Regions from separate parts of the Macaca mulatta genome. Here region 1 is linked to region 2. A link is a contact called in public Hi-C data. All regions are on one chromosome and are shown on one strand. Each heading gives the region's core, a stretch centred on a gene start, on an enhancer-like site or on the middle of the called end of the contact. The rest is flanking DNA. Distances are from core to core; before and after follow the strand shown.

The links. Hi-C and Micro-C count contacts between places; a contact is called where the count stands out from the background.
Region 1: a contact with region 2 is called in a Hi-C map of fetal cortical plate, with 2.1 times the contacts expected there. The contact joins two enhancer-like sites. A contact is called at or near these places in 3 of 14 Hi-C or Micro-C datasets (fetal cortex germinal zone, fetal cortical plate and liver).

Annotation. Positions count from the first base shown.
Region 1 is chr3:89,437,005-89,439,704 of T2T-MMU8v2.0, forward strand. No RefSeq gene overlaps it. Among named protein-coding and RNA genes, the nearest start is that of VPS41, 29 kb to the right of the region's middle. Within about 2 kb of position 1,382, at least 6 of the 40 cell types and tissues checked have an H3K27ac peak or open chromatin away from gene starts, as enhancers often do. A contact at or near this core is called in fetal cortical plate, where this site is marked.
Region 2 is chr3:88,905,571-88,908,270 of T2T-MMU8v2.0, forward strand. POU6F2 (POU class 6 homeobox 2) reads right to left here. Exons shown (of 3, transcript XM_028845856.2): 3 at 1,427-2,338. The coding sequence ends at 1,834. All of the region lies in intron 2 of LOC114676932 (a long non-coding RNA gene), which reads left to right. Among named protein-coding and RNA genes, the nearest start is that of POU6F2, 12 kb to the right of the region's middle. Within about 2 kb of position 1,296, at least 5 of the 40 cell types and tissues checked have an H3K27ac peak or open chromatin away from gene starts, as enhancers often do. A contact at or near this core is called in fetal cortical plate, where this site is marked.

The DNA.
Region 1 (2,700 bases), core at 132-2,631, 530 kb after region 2:
CAAAATCGTAGCCCTACTCATGAGAAGTCTTAAATTTAGTTAGGAAAACTTGGTTCAGATACACAGCACAACTAGAGAAGAGTTACTCTGAGATAGTCAGGTTGGTAGATGGTCTAGTTTTGAGTTTAAAAGCTTTATTCATTGAATGAATGCTATAATAAATGCTACTTTGTCCCTGGAACTGAAATTACAAAAGGAAAATTAATGAAATAAGCTTATAGAAATCAGCATGGGATGGAATATGGCAAGGAGATTTTATGCAAAAAGGGAAGTGAATTCTATCTCATTGGATATTTAGAATGGGTAAAATAGGTGGGGTGAACATTCTAGACTAGGGGTACAGCAAGAGGAAAGGTAGAGGATTAGAATGACCACAGTGAGTGAAGAGAATGAGAACATATAGTCAATTAGTGAGGCAGAAGCTAAGTGACTAAGGTACTCACCAAGAGAGGAGAGAAATAACAGGTCGGATCTGTACATTATGGATTAAATGAGGTCTCACAAAAATTTGGGAGGAAGGTATTAATAACCCCATTTTACTGAGGAGACTAAACTGCACACACAGACTCCCCACAGCTACAAAGCCTAGAACAAAACTCTAGGAATCAAGTACTATTGTTTCTCGAAAACAGTTAAGCAGACTGCTGTGTTCTTTTCAGGCTAAGGGACCCTGACATGACATTAAGCAAGGGTCACACATTGGAAAGTCACCAGCTACATCTTAATGACATACTCTGACCCACAATTTTTGTTTCTGTTGTTTACTTTTGTAGTTGTTCACGTCTGAATAAAGGAACATTTCTCATAAGAACACTGACTGTGTGACCACACGGGGTCTGCATTCCAGCAGGGGTAGCATCTGAGGACGAGAGCTGATCACCAACTGCTCCTTCCAGTGAGGCCAGCGCTCTCCAGTTCTCACTGTGACTGACTCCAGACACACCACTCACTTGTGTCCACTGCCTGACCCCTTTGGGTATTTGAGTTTGCAAGTACTGCATTCAGATAACTCTACTGAGTAAAACATTATGGAAGCAACAACAACAACAAAAGAGGTGACCTTACATACGTGTTTCCCAAAAGGCTCTCTGTCCTCAGAAAGTCCCTTCCATCTCACACAATTCCCAACTCTGTGAGAAATCAGCCTTGGATGGAGAAGAAACACAGGCTCTTGGGCCAATGTATTTTGTTTGCATAATTTTTCTTGAAATACCTGTCACAGAAACTGAGCCTGGTCCGATAGGCTTCTGTAAAGACAATGTAAATGAGCATGGGTAGACAAATTAGAGCTATATAAATCCTAAAGAGTCACATTTGTTATACTCACAGGCATGCCTATTTAGGGAGGCAGGAAGATGCCAATGCCAAGTCTTAAATACAAAACAAATGGGCCAGAATCACAGTTACGTCATGGAAACAGGAAAATCAGTGGTTAGAGGACTGGCATAGCTGTAATTCTACTGTTGTTTTAATGTCATTTTTAGTTTCTGAACAGAAGAGTTTTTGATTTTTATTTTGAGATGATACAAAATTGTTCCACTGATCTTAAAATTGACTTCAAAAGACATGAGATACTACATTTTAGTCCTAAAGCAGCTGGTACACAATGCAGAAATTGCCATATACAAGTTTCCTGAAACCTTTGCGTATATATTCTAGTCAAAAAGACGTGTATTTTTGTAAGTAGAATAATTAATTTTCTCTTCATCACTAAAAAGCGTATTTTAGCATCTAATTAAATCCAATGCTGTGCAAGGCACTTTACAAAGAGAATTGCCTGTACTGGCGGAGGTAACAGCAACAACAAAAACCCACACCTGTAATCTCATCCCATGATCAAAGAATGATCCCTTTTTTAAAGTACCACTGACATTTTTCATATGGACAGGTATTCATATCATTATAATCCGAGACATGAGTCTACGACTAACTCACACATGTTTGAGATAAATAAATTATAGAATAGATTTGTTTTATGAAAAGGAGCTAGCAGTTCTCTGCTTTGAGACTCCTGACTGTGAGGCACGTCCAGCCAGCCGCGTGTGCCCTGACATTGTTCTTAGCTACTGCCCTGCTCCTTGCTGGTATTTGCAAACTCTTAACTATCTTGTTTTCTCACCTAAAATGCAGTTCCGCCACTGATCTTCTCTACTGGGAGTATAAACTAAGTCTACACAATATTTAGTCCTCAGCCATATCCAAGAGGGTTTCCCTGAATTCACTCTGGTGTTGGGTGTTCACATGATAAAAATCAGTTTCCTATATGTCAAGCAAAATATAACAATTTTATTGTTATTTTAATTTTACATTTCTGTGAATACAAAATGTTACATTTTTTTTCCCATAGGTTTATATGGCAATTTCAAGTTATCTTTTGTGAATTTTCCCCCTTTCCTTTGGAATGGTTTCCTACTAACTTGTGAGCGATCTTTTTAAAGATTAACACTTTCTGGTAGATCTGTGGGATTTTTTAAAAAGAGTTTTGAATGCACATAATTTTTACTTTTTATCAAATCTATCCTATCTCTTTTTTATGTGCATATATAATTAGGAAGTCCTTCTCCATAGTAAGACTAATTAATTGCATTTACCTGTACCATATTGCATTTAATTTTTTAATGTTAAAAATTTCATTTAACTCTACTTGTATTGTATTTTGTTGTACTAGATAAGAGATAAAGACCTTTGTTCTGCATTTTC
Region 2 (2,700 bases), core at 46-2,545:
ATAATACATTAGCATGATTATAAATTATGCATGAATATTTACATTTCAACAGCAAGCAAATTGACGGCTCTCTTTTGCCTGCTCCTTTAATGGAACACCGTCTGCCTGTACCTGGGTGAAAACACCAGTGGCAGGTGCCAGGTGCTCACCTGCACAGCCATCCTCACATCCTAACATGTCCTTCTTGCTTATCAGGTTATTGCAGCCCACAGATCTTTTAAGTTATTTTTTTAAAGGAAATAATCCTCTAGTTCTCATATTGAAGGGTATTCTAATGTGTTAGATAAGCCCCTTCTATATTTTTTTCTTTTGGTGAAAATTTCTTCAAACTTCCTTTCCCCTGAAGAACCTAGCCCCCAATTCCAGTTGTTTAAATTTGCCCGCCACCTTTCTGCTCCATTTATATATCCTGAAGAATAATTATTCCCCCCTGAAAAAGTCTGCCATCAATATTGGAATGAAAGAAGTAGCAGAAAAGATGAGATTAACAGGATACACGATGGCCTTTAATGATCCAGTTGCTATCACTTTCTTTTTAGCCTGTGTCTTTGTGTGTATGTTCATGGGTGTGTGCATGCCATGTGTGTATTTGACTGAAATCTTGAGACATTTCTTTGGCTATCAGACTTCTGAGAGAAATTGCTTTGCACAGAAGCATAACATAGATGTAAGTATTGAACCAAATGTGCAGCTTATGTTTATATTACAAAATTAGTTTTGGTCAGCTCTCCATGTACGTGGCCAACAGACTGAGAAAAATCCCAAGCTCTGGTGTGGACAGTGAGCACAATTACAGCTTATGCCAGTGTTGACAGTTCATCGAGCAAAGCCCTAGTTATTTTGGAGTCTCTCCTGCATTTCACTAGGATCTGAGTGGAAAAGACACTGTTCCTCCCCACTTCCGTGGCTTTCCAGCAGACCCCGGGAGCCACGCGCGAGGGAGATGGAGAAATGGAGGAAAAGAGAGAAATGCGAGCTCCATTTTCTTTTCTCAAACCCACAAGTCATAGTGAGAAAAAAGCAACAAATGCTTTGGCACACGATGCAGGATGCCCTCCCGTCAAAAAGAAAGAAAAAGAAAAAAGACCACCCTCCCCACCCCCCACCCAAGTAAAACCCAAAAGTGAGCCTCACAGAATGGCTTCAACAATGGTACCCACCCCGTGGGTGGAGACAATAGATGGGAAAGATGGGAGAAATCAGGTTTCCTATTGTTCTGTTAGTACAAATGTAAAAATTCGTAACACAACTTTACGCGCAGAGAAGCGTAGACGAACGATCGCGTTGCAATGCCATGTTTCTGACTTTGGTTAATAGGTTTCATAGTGAATCAGCACTTAGTACCTGAAGGGGTGCAGTCCTTCCTCCAGGTGGCAGGCTTGTATTCGCTTTGAACAGATCAAAGTTTTTGTTTCTTCGTTGTTGGTTTTTGGTTTAGGTTTTTTTTTTTTCTTTTTCCTTAAAATGTGTTCACATTTTCATAATATACAGAAAAAAGTACGTGGTTATTTGGTTTGCTTTAAGTCCATTAAAAAACTGGGTTTGGGGGAGACGGGTGGGGGAAGGGAACTATCCTACCATATACACCTTCAGTGTGGTGTATTCCTTGTTTAAAAATTTTCAAAAAAATTTCTTGTTTCCTATTTGGAAAACCAACAGACATGTAGAAACCATTCTGTCCACTTGGTAGTTTTCTTAGTCTTTTACTTACAAGGGTGATGATGGCCGGGGCTATTTTTAAATTAAATTAAAAGTCATTGTTATTGTCGTGGAGTCCCAAGCGTGGAGTTTAGTTTCTGTGAATTTTGCTTCTGATTATGGGTGGGCATCTCTTTAGGAGTTTTCTTCCAGAGAGTCTGTTAAGGGCTCCAAAGGGACTGCCGTGGCCGGCTCGTGCTGTTTTAAGCGTTTAATTGTGTTCTTCAGGGCTTGCCTCTTATTGCAGAACCAAACTCTAACTACTTCTCGGTCATAGTTCAGCTTCTCAGCAATTTCGGTCATTTCCTGCCCAGAGGGGTGTGTGTTCTTCTCAAAGTGGGCATTGAGGATCTCAAGGGCCTGGGGTGTGAAGGAGGTGCGCCGCTTGCGCTTTTTGGATGGTTCACTCCCGATAAACTCGGTCAGGTTCTGCATACCTGCTCGATGGCGGGCCTCAGCCTCAGCCATCCACCGCTCAAGCACCGGCTTGATCTTCTGGGCACTTTTAGGGGTGATGTCCAGCTTTTCAAACCTGGCAGGATACAAAAGGCCAGGGTTCAGTTTGGCTGTCAGACTGCTAGCTATAGTGTTCTCTTGGGCTTCCTGTGGTAGGAAAAAGTGGCTTCTCAGGATGGTGTGTCTGGGGGGGAAAATTGAGAAAGAACAGTCTTACACTGAGTCCTCTGCCAGGGTGGGCCTCCTGCCTGCCTGCCTGACTGCCTGGCAGGGCGAATTCGCTGCAGGTTAATAGCCAGCTGCAAGGTAGCCAGCCCTGCCCAAGCCAGCGCCAACCCTCCCAGCGTGCTCCATGCCAGACCATGCAAACCACACAGGCACACAGACGGGGGTGAGGAGAAGCAGAGACAGCAGGATGCATGAGCTATCATAACAGGCACGCAAACAACTCACAGGCCTTTTCCCTATAAACTCTGAGATCTAAGCTTTTATTTAACAGTACCAGCTCCATTTCTCCAGTCCTCAGACTCCTGAAGGCAACTAGGA